Linked DNA regions of Mus musculus: region 1 is linked to region 2. Evidence: chromatin contacts called from public Hi-C data. All regions are on one chromosome and are shown on one strand. Each heading gives the region's core, a stretch centred on a gene start, on an enhancer-like site or on the middle of the called end of the contact. The rest is flanking DNA. Distances are from core to core; before and after follow the strand shown. Region 1 holds the start of Csmd1 (CUB and Sushi multiple domains 1). Region 2 overlaps Csmd1 (CUB and Sushi multiple domains 1).

Region 1 (6,170 bases), core at 1,575-4,074, 70 kb before region 2:
CTTTTCAGCACAGCAGGGGCCTCTCTGCTCTTTCTCTTTGAACTCCTCCGGGCCAGTCTGGATACCAACCATGTTTCTAGAGTAGCTTATCCAGGTTGTGGAGGCCGAAGAGTGCTCTGCAGAGACTGAGAAAGATGTCCACACCCATGCAGTGGCACAAACCTTCCAGTCACTGCAAAGAGGCCCCGCAGCATTTCTAGGGGTGAAATCTCACTGTCCCTCACTGAGATTACCTTGTAACAATTCTAAATTAGGGCCTTCTCAGATCTGAGGGAAATTACGCCCTCATATCAAATCAGAGACCCAAAGAGGGGAGACCCTCTAGGATGCTATCAATGTTCTTTGTCTATGGCATAGGGATATGAAGGTATACTCGGCAAAATCTTCCAAGAAGGTAGGTGACCGGAGTGGAAGATGAAAAAGAGATGGGATTATGGCTTTCCTAAAAGAAAAGCAGAGCACTAGATGGCAGCAGAGCCCCATGGTTTCCTTCTGGGCTGTGAAGTGCCTGAGATCCTAGGTGGGGGAGATTCCCAATATTATCACATTCCTCCAAAATGAGCTATTCTTCCTGGACAGTCTTATGCCTTGGGCTCACAATCAAGTTGCAATCTGACAAGGTCGTTCTAACTTCCAGACTCAGGATCTTTCTTCCTTTCTAATCTGAAACAAAGTGATTGTCATTTTTTTGACTGTTGTTGCTCTACAATTTTACTCAAATAGATAATTTGCAACAAAAGCATCCCCCCAAAAAGTGTTTTAATTATTGTTGTTTTGAGACAAGGCCTCCCTGTGTAGCTCTGGCTAGCCTGAAACTCTCTTCCTAGACCAGGCTGGGCTTGAACTTGAGGTGATGGCCCCGTCTGTCTCCTGAGTGCTGTCTCTACCGGTCTGTATCACCCTGGATCTGAAAGAAAAAGGGTCTTTAAGCCTGTGGCCATGAAGGAGCCACTCAATCTTGAGTTGTCAAAGTGCCACCATTCTGTGCAAAGCAAAGGTGTTTGACATCTCAGGTGACACTGAACATTCTTGATTCGGACCCTAATAACATGGCTCCATCTGGGAGCCCCCCCCCACACCCCCCCTCCCCCCGACAAAGAAGTGAGATTTGGAAATGGTTTTTAATGGCAGAAATCCTTCTTGGTGACATGAGTCATTAGGAGTGGCATTCAGAAGACAGGACACCGTTTCTCATGGAGGTCTTCAGCTATGCTGCTTCTGTAGATCAATGGGTCCTAAGGAGGAGCAGCGGATGAGCTATCGGATCTCCTAATAGGTCTTGTTGTTGTTGTTCACTTGCTGGAGTGTAAATAACACCTGGGGGAATGACTTAAAATCACACTGTAGGTGACCCCTTCCACTCCCTGTCACACTGAAGCACACAGGGCATCATTCTCAATCCATTGCTTTAGAGAGATAGCCTGGAATTTTCTCCCCTAGGGATAAGGGAAGAGCAATGGGAGGATACTTTCAAACAAACAAAACAAAAAAACTTCAGATCAGTTCCAAGAGAGCCTGGGGGAAACCTGCAGGAGAACAGAGCCCAGGGTTTTTTTTTTTTTTTTTTTTTTCTGGGGAGCTCCAATCTCCAGGAGAAGGATTCTAGGCTGGATAAAGTCTCTGGTTACTCTTGGAAGGTAAGGTACAGCCGGTGACTCTACATTTTTGGAGTCACTCTCATGCCCTCACGTCATCCGTGGGCTTCAGGGAGCAAGAAAGCTCTAGAACACTAAACTTGAGTGGCACACCGTGACTCTGCCCCTAACAGTGGGCACAATGCTGGTGCGATGATGTGGCCATCAGCCTGCCTCCACACACCATCCTCATTCCTTGGTGTGAACAACTCACAGTCAGCATGGGATGAATGTTCCCATGCTGGGGGCCTGAGATGTCCATCCCTGGCCCCTTCCATCCTATCCTCTAGAACTCCCGAATCCTTTCTAAGAATGGAGCATCTGTGAACTCTAGCCTTCACCTGGTTTGGATTTTTTCAATTAACCTACAGCCTTTTTCTAGTAGTTTACTCTGTGTGCACTCACTGGCTGCAGTAGACCTGCTTTTAGGAACTTCCTTCTGATCCCTCTTGCAGGAATGCTGGATGTGATGCTGGGGTTCACTACACTTTTGTCAATTCTCCTGCTCTCACAACCAGAACAGGGTGGCAGCCCAGTTGGGTTGTTTAGATTCATTTTGTTTCCCACATAGAGCTGGGCTTGCAATGAGGGTAACACTAACAGGACTAAACAGGAGCAGAACAGGAACCTGTCAGAGGCTCATCATAGTTGCAGACAGTCACCTTTTCAAAGGTAATTTATAATTTCTTTTAAAAGCACCATTTTGCTCCCAGTTTCAGTCACAGCTGGGCCCATTCTCTTCCCCCACCTGCATTTCTTTCCTAACTTAGGCAGAGGTCTTCTTCTGGTCAGTAGAGAAAGAGAAGGATGGAGGCTGGCCTCTGCCTGCCCCCACAGAGCCCTCGGGCTCGCTCGCGTGGCCAATTGTATGGTTTTTCCCCGGTGCGCAGCGTGGGCTTCTCCCACTTGAGCGCCCAACAAGTCTCCGTGCTCCAGCCTGCGCGCAGCCGCGCCAGAGACTGAACGCTGCGCTGCCTGCGGGAGCACTAGCAGGGGCCTGAAAGCCCGAGGCCAGGCTGAGTCCCGGACTGCGCGGTGCCAGCCTCCTTCCCCTCTCGGTGGGTAGGATGGTTGAGTCCAGCCACCACGGCAGCGGCTCCTTGCGCCTCTAGCAGCCTGTCTTCGGCGCTCGCTCCCCGCCTTCCTCCCGCTCCAGCCCTGCTCCCCCCTCCCCCCGCGCCCCTCCCGCACCTCCCACTCGCTGGCTCTCTCTCCAGCTGCCTCCGCTCCAGGTTGCTCCCGGTTGCGCGCGCTCCTCTCCCGCCTCGCCCCCTCCCGCAGCCTCGCCGCCTTGGTGCCTTCCTGCCCGGCTCGGCCGGCGCTCGTCCCCGGCCCCGGCAGCCCCGGGGCTGCGCTCGCTCAGAGCATCTTCAGCCCCGCAGTGGCTCGGACCCGATGCTACGGGAGCGGAGCGAGCCGGGCGCGCAGAGCTGCGGGAGGCGTCAGATGCGCGGCCGGGCTGGGGACCCGGAGCTCTTGCCAGCTCGCCTTGCCCTTTGGTGATTACCGGACTCTGTTTAGAGCCCGGTTGTTCCTCGGAGGAGACCGGCGCATCCGAGAGGAGCCATCCGTGTCGTGTGCGTGTGGAATATCTGCAGACATGACTGCGTGGAGGAAATTCAAGTCGCTGCTCCTGCCTCTGGTGCTGGCGGTTCTGTGCGCGGGGCTCCTCACTGCAGCTAAGGGTAAGACAGGCTAGCTCGGTACCGGGGAGACGGCCGAACCCTCGGAGGCCCGGTTTGCGAACGCGAGTGTCTGATCTGAGGATTGTAAGGGACCAAGCGGCAGGCACCGACCGGGTGGCTGTCCACCAGCGACGCTAGGGAACGCAGCGCCCGATACCGAGCTTCCATCGCGTTCTTCCCACCCCTCATCTGCCCCCGCCCCACCCCCGCCCTTCCTTCCCCCTCACTTGGGCTTAAACGACATTTCTCTCTGTGCTGTGTACTGTGGGTTGTCAAGGAGAAGAGAGCCCGACACGAGTTGGGCAGAGAACTGCGCCTTGGCTCCTGGCGCTTGGTGGGCTTGGCGGGTCGCAGGCTGGGGTAGTTCCCACGACTTCTCCCCGGACCCAGCGCACCTGGGAAACATACTGGGCACCGTCAGCCTGGCAAGTTCAAGCTCGCCGGGCTCCTGTGCCATCAGAGAGAGCTCCTAGCTGAGTGGTGTTCCCATAGCCTTACACCTCCTCTCACCCCATTCCTATGCTTCCCCTCCAAGGTACTCAAACTAGCTGTCTCTGGGATGTCGCCTCCTCTTTCCTTCCCTGGACTTTGCTTTTTTGCAAGTTGTGATATCTGGCAAGGTGGGTGAAGCCAGTGGGGAGTTCTGGTCAGGTTTCCCTAGCAGATCAATTCTCTGTGGGTGCAGAGGCAACCCCTGTCAAAGTCTGATCAACCAAAGGAAAGGGCTATTTCTGTATGGTTCCTGGGGCTTTTTTGTCTCAGAGAATTTGGCTTTCTCCTTGAAAGGAGTTAGGGGATGTTTTCTCCTAAGTCTCTACAAGCTGCAACCTTCGGGCTGGTAACAGCTCCTGTGCGCTAGGTTTAGTCTATGGGAAGGAGGAGGAAAGAGAGGAGGAAGGGGGGAGAAGGAGAGAGAGAGAGAGGGAGAGAGAGAGAGAGAGAGAGAGAGAGAGAGAGAGAGAGAGAGAGAGAGAGAGAGAGAGAGGATTGATTTCACATTGGCAAGTACCTGCTCCCATTTCTTCACTCTCTCATATGCTCCTGGTGCTACTGGGTGTCAGGTTCCCAGTTTCCTTCCTCACACTACTGGGCAAATCTGTATCTGTATCTTTATAGACAGACTGCTTTTCTTTTTAAAGGATGGAACCAAGTCTTACGACTTTTTCCCCCCTTTTGAATCATTTGTCCCCTCTTTTCCTCAGAAGAAATTTCCCTTTCCTCTCTAAGACTACCCCAGCTGCTATTCCCCTAGTGGTTCAAATTCAAGGGTGATTAAGAAGCCACAGAGGACTCTGTGATCTCCATCCAACTCCACACCGGCCTGGAGAGAGCAGAGGATTGCCTGAGGGCTCCAGGTGGGGGAAAATTCGGCCTTCTGATGCTGGCCCCTCTGCTTAGCATCCTTCTCACAATAACTATCCGTGGGATGTGTCCCAATAGCTCACCTAGAAATAGGTGGGTCCTGCTTAACTAGAAAGATGGGATTGCTTGATTTTTGGGGAGCTTCCCACAGATGTCTACCCTCTGACTACATGTCCCCCTCCCCCCATCTAGCCTGGGCCTCCACCTGAGGAGGCTCCACGGGTCAAGCACCAAGCAGGGTTAGGTTGGCAGAGGGCTCTGGTCTGGGCACGCTGGGAAATGAGAGGCAAAACATGAAAAGTCTGTGCCCCCCAAACCAGGTACTGATGTCAATGTTGGAAGTGGAAAAGATTCAGGATACAGAACCAGGCTTTGTCCAGACCAACCCTTGCTGAAATGGTATTCTTGTCATGCAACTATGCCAAACTTCTTACCCTTTCCTGCACTCTGAGATGATCTAAGGCAAAGCTTCCTCCTTCCTTAAACCTGCAGCTCACCCTTGGAGCGCACTCTGGGTTTCCTTGGAGTTCTGAGCAGTCCTAGCTCCCTCCCCCCGCAATTAACAGAGGTTGCTGCGTGGACCCCACAGCCTCTCGCCCGGCTGCTTAATAATCCCTACACGTGTGCGGGCTGATTCCGCCCCCACGAGGGTGGTCTGCCGCTCTGGGGGAGGGGAAGCTGGGGCCGGGCGTGGAGGGATAGGTCCTGGACAGAGGCTGCACTGGCCTGGTTAAGGGATTCCAGGTTAGGTGCATAGAGTCCTGGGCCTGGACTCAAAGCCCCAGGGAACTGAGTGCCTCCTGCGCACCAGGAATCCCGGTTGAGACCATGGACGCCAAAGTGAAGCCAAGGCGCTGCCAGCCCCTGCTTGCTTGGCACTGGGATCTTACGCGAGAGCGCGCGCGCGCGCGCACCCCCGTGCTCAAAGTGACTGGGACTCTGGTCTCCAAGAACGTTTGCATTATTGTCTGACACACGGAGCAGGGGGTGCATGCTCCTTCATTAACCCCCTCGGGATCCGAGCTGCATCCCCTACCACTCACGAAGTCAGGCGCAAGCCCTGTGGCTGTGCAGGCTGGCAGGAGGCTGGTGACGCCAGCAAGAGAGTAGCCAACAGTGTGCTGACTGGCAGCTGGGGCAGGGTCGCAGTTTCCCTTAGAAAGCCAAAGCCACTGGGCCAAGGTCGGGCCTCTGCCAGGGGTGTCACCTCTGGGCTCCAAGGCTTGGCCAGAGGGTCCGAGGGCACCCTGGCGCCTGCGCAGAATAGGGTCCTCCTCCAAGGAGCGCACAGGAGGAGGGAGCTGGGCCACTGCCACTCTCAGCTGTGCTGCCTGCACTCAGGTGGCAAGGGCTCCGAGGTAAAAACAGGTTGACTTTTTAATGCCTGGGACATCTTTCATGACCTGTTTGCAGTGTCTGAGAGACTGGAGGCACTGCCGTAGAGGTGGTTGGAACCCATAACCTTCAGTGCCCAAGCATTAGTTGGGGA
Region 2 (5,488 bases), core at 703-3,202:
TCATGTGACTGCCATCCCACAACTAGGGACAGAGAGACACTATAAAATCAAGACCTTGATGTTGACAAAGGGAAATGAACATCTCCAGGAGTAAATGCCCTCAGAGTTCTGGAGAGTATATGGCATACTTTCAATATTTGTTTAAAGCTGTGGTTCTAACCTGTGGGTTGTGACCTCTTTAGGGTGGTATCAAGTAACTCCTATGGGGTGGTATCAAGTAACACTTTCACAGGGGTCACATTTCAGATATCCTGCATATCAAATATTTACAACTCATAGAAGTTGCAAAATTACAGTGAAATAACAACAAAAATGATATTATGGTTGGATCTCTCCACAGTGTGACAAACTATATTAAAGCCTTATAGCATTAGGAAGGTTGAGGACCACTGCCCAAGAGATTAGTGACAACCCAGGTTCCAGTAAGCCTTTCACTTCACATAATGTCTCAGCACCCATACTAGCATAGAAGATGTGCTTAAATAACATCACCCTTAAAGACAATTCTCAGACCTCTTATACAAGGTATTTTCTGTGGAGATGATGACTGAAGAGTTTCAAAGCAGGAGAATCTGTGTTAGTTCAACTTCTCTAGTTCCTGTTCTGCTGTGAAGGAAAGAATTGATTCCCACATGCATTTAAAAGTATTGCCTTACAAAGAGTTTGCATTATAGTATTGGGTTTTTTATTTGTTTGTTTTGTTTTTGATTTCTTTTTTTTTTTTTTACCAAAATTGCTTTTTGTCATTCTTTTTTCTGCTACTTCCCCCTCCTCTTCCCATCCTGCCCTCTACTCTCCAGGAGTGCCCAGTCACTTTCATCTCATGTAGGACTTCAGCCTCTAATCCCCTTCCCAACACCTTTCTCTCCTTTTGTGGTATCCTCTCTATGTTGATAGACTATAGAGTCCCCTGCATCCCTTCTTTACACATTTACAAATGTTGAAAGTCAGACTCCACCAATTAGAGAAAATATGTGATGTGTTCTCCTGAGATTACAACACCTCTCTGTGTCTCAGCACAGAGACACCTACCATCTTTGTTCATTGTTCATAACAGCACATGTTCAAGGAAATGAACATAGCCTAGATGTCAGGCAACAGAAGCACAGTTAAAGAAAATGTGGCCTATATACACAATAGGATCTAAGTCAGCTGTTAGGGAGAATAAAATTATGAAATTTCCAGGCCACATGAACATTTGATATTCCTAAACAACTGCCGTCAGCCTTCAAATTTCAATGCAAAAAGAGGAATATGAACTCTGTGATTGAACAAAACCATTTTCACCAGCACACAATTGACCCGAAGACTGGACAGTGCATTCAGGATTCCAATGCATACAGTTCTGTCACCAGGACATGCTTTACAAAAGACTGTGCCTTATTTTGAAGTCACCCCTGAGTACTGCCAACAATATCTGCTGATGCTGAGAACAAGTCCTTAATTCGGAATTAGCCCATGTTCTTGCAACCCAAATGTGCTAACATTCGATTTAGCTCCATAATTGTGGCCATAGACAGAATGCCCTCAAAGTGTTCCTGTGGAGAGTACTCTACTTTCTTTTATAAAAACATTTTTATGCCCTGAGTTATCTTCCTGACTTCATCAGATGCCTGCTGAACACCACCTGTCTTTTTGGCATTGGGACATCCTTTGAAGTGCTGGCTTTGTCTTTCCAGGGCAAATGGAGCTCATTCTGTATATCAGTGGCCACAGGTTTCATTTAAGACTGGGGCAGGGATAGGTGGGAGCAGAGAGGGACCTCCCATGGAAGGGATCCCACTGGATGCTCTGCACTGAATCCCTGGGATGATGCACGCACACATGGTACCTAGAATTTGCTGAAAAGATTCAAGCAACTTTGAAATCGGCAGGATGCCACTGTGACAGATGGGTCTCCATGTGGCCACGGTGCCAAGTCTTCTATGCATCAAGTGTCTCTGCTGAAAGTTTGAGCCTCCGCCAGTCATATCCAAATGGATGTCTGTCTCCAGACCTGGAAAGGGTGTGTGAGGCTCCATGGTCTTCCCAGTCCTACAGCCCAAGGCTCTAATCCACCCCTCCCTTGGGTTTGCTCAGGAAGCCTGGAAGCTTATAATTGAGAGTTAAATTGATGCAGTCATCATCCTGCTTTCTGCTTCACCTTCTGCTGCAGACAGCCCGGGAAACCTCAGCAGTGTCTCCTCTGCATGTGCTGGTTCATGGAAACTCTAGGAAGAAAACACATGCTGGGAGCAGGCACGAGCAAGGAAGATAGCATGCAGATTCTCCTAAATTGGATGTTTCAGTGCAAACACTTCAGTGTCTAAATGTATATCAGAATCTGTGGTTGTTAATCTACATGTAAATGTTTCCTTAAGACACATAGCTACTCACAAACATGATAAATCAATGGAGGAAACTCTGTTACTAGGGTGTGAGTGGAGTATGTTAACAAATGGCAGTGTATTGCATTTTCTTTCATGTATGCATATGCATTAAATATAAATTTATAAGCATGTATAATATATGGATGTGTGTATACTTATATGCATGTTATATATTCATATGTATATTAAAAATCTCATATGTGTGATGGAGAGCTTTTGATCCCATGCCCTTCATTTGGCAGCTACAATCTGTAAGACCTAATTTAGCATGACCTTATTAGACAAAGGAGCTAAGTAGCCTTTAGGATGTTTCTGAAAATGAATTACAGTGGCTCCTGCCCAGCATTTTGACATCAGAGAGAAAGTATCCCATTTCCTTGCAGAGAGCACCTTCCATCTGTCTGGAGGAATATCCCTTGTCTTACTTGGGATGTCAGTCAAGACCTGTGGAATAGCAGTGGTCCAAGGTATGAATGTCCATGGGTCTGTCTTGTAGAGTTTCTCTACTTCTAGTCTGGTACATGAATTTTTTAAGCTGAGAAAATCCGTAGTGTTCTTGAAGTTGAGAGCATCTAATTTTTTATTACATTCAACCTCTCCAGGCTTATTGGTATGAATTAGATCCTAGAAAAAGACCTGGGAACTTTACAGAGGGAAGGAAGACTCCACATTTTTATCTTACAGTGTGTAAGGATAAAATGATTTGTGCATCCTACAGTATGCTTACCTCACTTGCATCGTCTCCCCACCTCATTTTCCTATCTGTAAATGTCACAATGTTACATTTTTCTCTTTGCCTTCAACATGTTTGAAGGAGAAACTATTCTCAGAATTGAACTTGAAGTTCAATGAGTTAAATATAAGTGTACATTTTTATATGTGCATATATGTAGACATGCATATGTATGCAATACATATTTACATATTTGTAAATAATTCTCATATGTGTGATAGAGAGCTTCCAGAACTCATGACCTTCATTTCCCGGCCGCGATCTTTAAGAACTAATTTACTATCCATACGCTCAAAATCTTTCTTTCTGCTGTTTTAGGTGCCAAATTGTTATTTGCCTCCTACAGAAGTATTTCTCAGGAATTGAAATATCATACCTAATACAAGAAATTATAATCACTGGATTTATAATTTTAAATCTTAATTGGATACAATTAATTAGAGCCCTATTTTTATAGATTCCTTTGATAATTACATTAATTAAGAAGGATGCACCATAATTGGGTTCTGTCCAAACAGTAATATCTCTGGCAGCTGCTGTCTAGAGAAGCCCTCCTCATTATGATGCCCTGAAGAATATGGTGTAAGGGTTAGTGTGTGACTTGGCACTGTGAGCACGGTTCTGAAAACACATGGACAATTCCCTTGCTTAGTGGGTTGTCAGTGGCTCTTGCTAAGATTAATTGTAGTCAGGAAAAGTCTGAGAATGGAATCCTAATCTCCAGTGTGCATCTGGTAAGACAGAACTTTTTCTGGTTGCTGAAACTATGTAGGTATGACCCATAGACATATGTTGGAGACTTGCCCATGTAATATCCTCTGATGGCATAGGTTTCTGTTAGAAATGAGGCTCTGGGAATTGTCATTCTCTCGCGATGCTCTTGGGTGATGTTTTTCATCCTTGTTATTCATGCAACCTCTATCCAGGCATTGCCTAGGATTCTGGAGTCTATCAAGGCAAGGAGCCATTCAGAGCCACCAAACTGTCTGTAGTAAGAAGAGCTATATTGTAGTAAATGATGATGTTGATCTTGGTTGTGGCTTTATGACAGGCACAGCCACAGGGCTCAAGGGCCTTCAGATCCTGGACATGGAAACAAGGAATCAGCTGGAGGTGCTTCTTATGAAACACTTTCTACAAAATTTCCTTCCATAGCCCTCTCTCAAACTCCCGTTCTTTTCCTGTCTCCCACATTTCTCCTACAGAAGCGGCTATGCAAATCTTAGGTCTGCAAGTCTTTCAATCTATTTGAAATTTGCTGGCAGTTATTCTGTTTATCTTGAAGGGGAACAAAAGTCTTTAGAAGAAAGTAAAAAGGAGAAGTGTGGTACTAGGCCTAAATGTTGTCAGCATTTTTCAGCAAAAGGAAATTGAGCTAGCACAGAATGCTTAGTTGGGATGCTAAAGATGAGACTGAGACATGCTCTGTCTCTTTGTATGAGGGTTGTGAATTTGAGCTCATTGGATGGGAGTCTATGACTGTCTTTCACCTTGCCATTATCTCCAAGCTAATGGTCTTCCTCCCTTTCACCCTAATGTCATTTTAGTTCAGTCAGCTGCCCCCATGTGTTTTTGTCAGGGATGTCAGTGTTAGCTTAGAAAGCAAGCCTCCCCCTTGCTTGGTGAGAGAAGAAGCTAATTTTAAGCTCGCTTCTTTTATTCTCCAAGGCTGTGTTAAGTACTAGAAAAGCACAGGCGTTGTGAGTGTACAGTGCTGGGATTCGGTCTTCTCTTACTAATTATCTCATTCTTGGCAAGCTTCATTACCTTTTTGGAAGCTCGATTTCCTCATCTAGAATCTTCAAAGATGAAACTATTTTTGCATATTGGAGGGGAGCTAGAGATCTCAGATGGTGTTGCTAAATGGAGGGTCCAGAACACGATAGAAGTTCAAAAGTAGCATGTCTTGTTCATACTGGCCAAGGGGATCATTGCCTCTTCCTCTTGCACATTGTAGATTAAGGAGCTATTGTTATAATTTATTCAACTGGGGCAAAGACAATCACCAGATACGTATTGCAGTTAATTGCTTCAATATAGAATCACTTGGCCTAGAAGGCTTATTCATGCATTTATTATGAATAGCAATAATGTCACTAACATCCCAGTAAGGGGCAAGTATTGCATTATGTAGATCATTATAATATATACATATATTCTAATATATATATACATATATATATATATCCCATCAATGACTTTTATACAAAAAAAAATGGAACAGTCATCACTTGTCCTGATCTGTTTGTATTTTCACACAAAATTGAAATTTGTGCTGTGCTCAGAACACTGCAAAACACTTTTAAAAAAAATAGAAAAAGCTAAATTAAGAAACTGAGTCAAGAACCATAAATTAGCCCTCCTATTTTTAAAATTGGAGTAGATG

What was found. Hi-C and Micro-C count contacts between places; a contact is called where the count stands out from the background.
Region 1: a contact with region 2 is called in a Hi-C map of cerebellar granule neurons, with 1.8 times the contacts expected there. The contact joins the promoter of Csmd1 here to the enhancer-like site in region 2. A contact is called at or near these places in 3 of 484 Hi-C or Micro-C datasets (cerebellar granule neurons and cerebral cortex) and 1 of 115 datasets of contacts at active chromatin or transcription factors (embryonic stem cells).

The regions. Positions count from the first base shown.
Region 1 is chr8:17,532,039-17,538,208 of GRCm38.p6, reverse strand. It overlaps Csmd1 (CUB and Sushi multiple domains 1), which reads left to right and starts at 2,824. Exons shown (of 70, transcript NM_053171.2): 1 at 2,824-3,319. The coding sequence starts at 3,235.
Region 2 is chr8:17,462,080-17,467,567 of GRCm38.p6, reverse strand. The region is part of intron 1 of Csmd1 (CUB and Sushi multiple domains 1); the gene reads left to right. It overlaps C030002A05Rik, which reads left to right. Exons shown (of 1, transcript XM_030243881.1): 1 at 1-5,488. Among named protein-coding and RNA genes, the nearest start is that of C030002A05Rik, 28 kb to the left of the region's middle. Within about 2 kb of position 1,952, at least 19 of the 459 cell types and tissues checked have an H3K27ac peak or open chromatin away from gene starts, as enhancers often do. A contact at or near this core is called in cerebellar granule neurons and cerebral cortex, where this site is marked.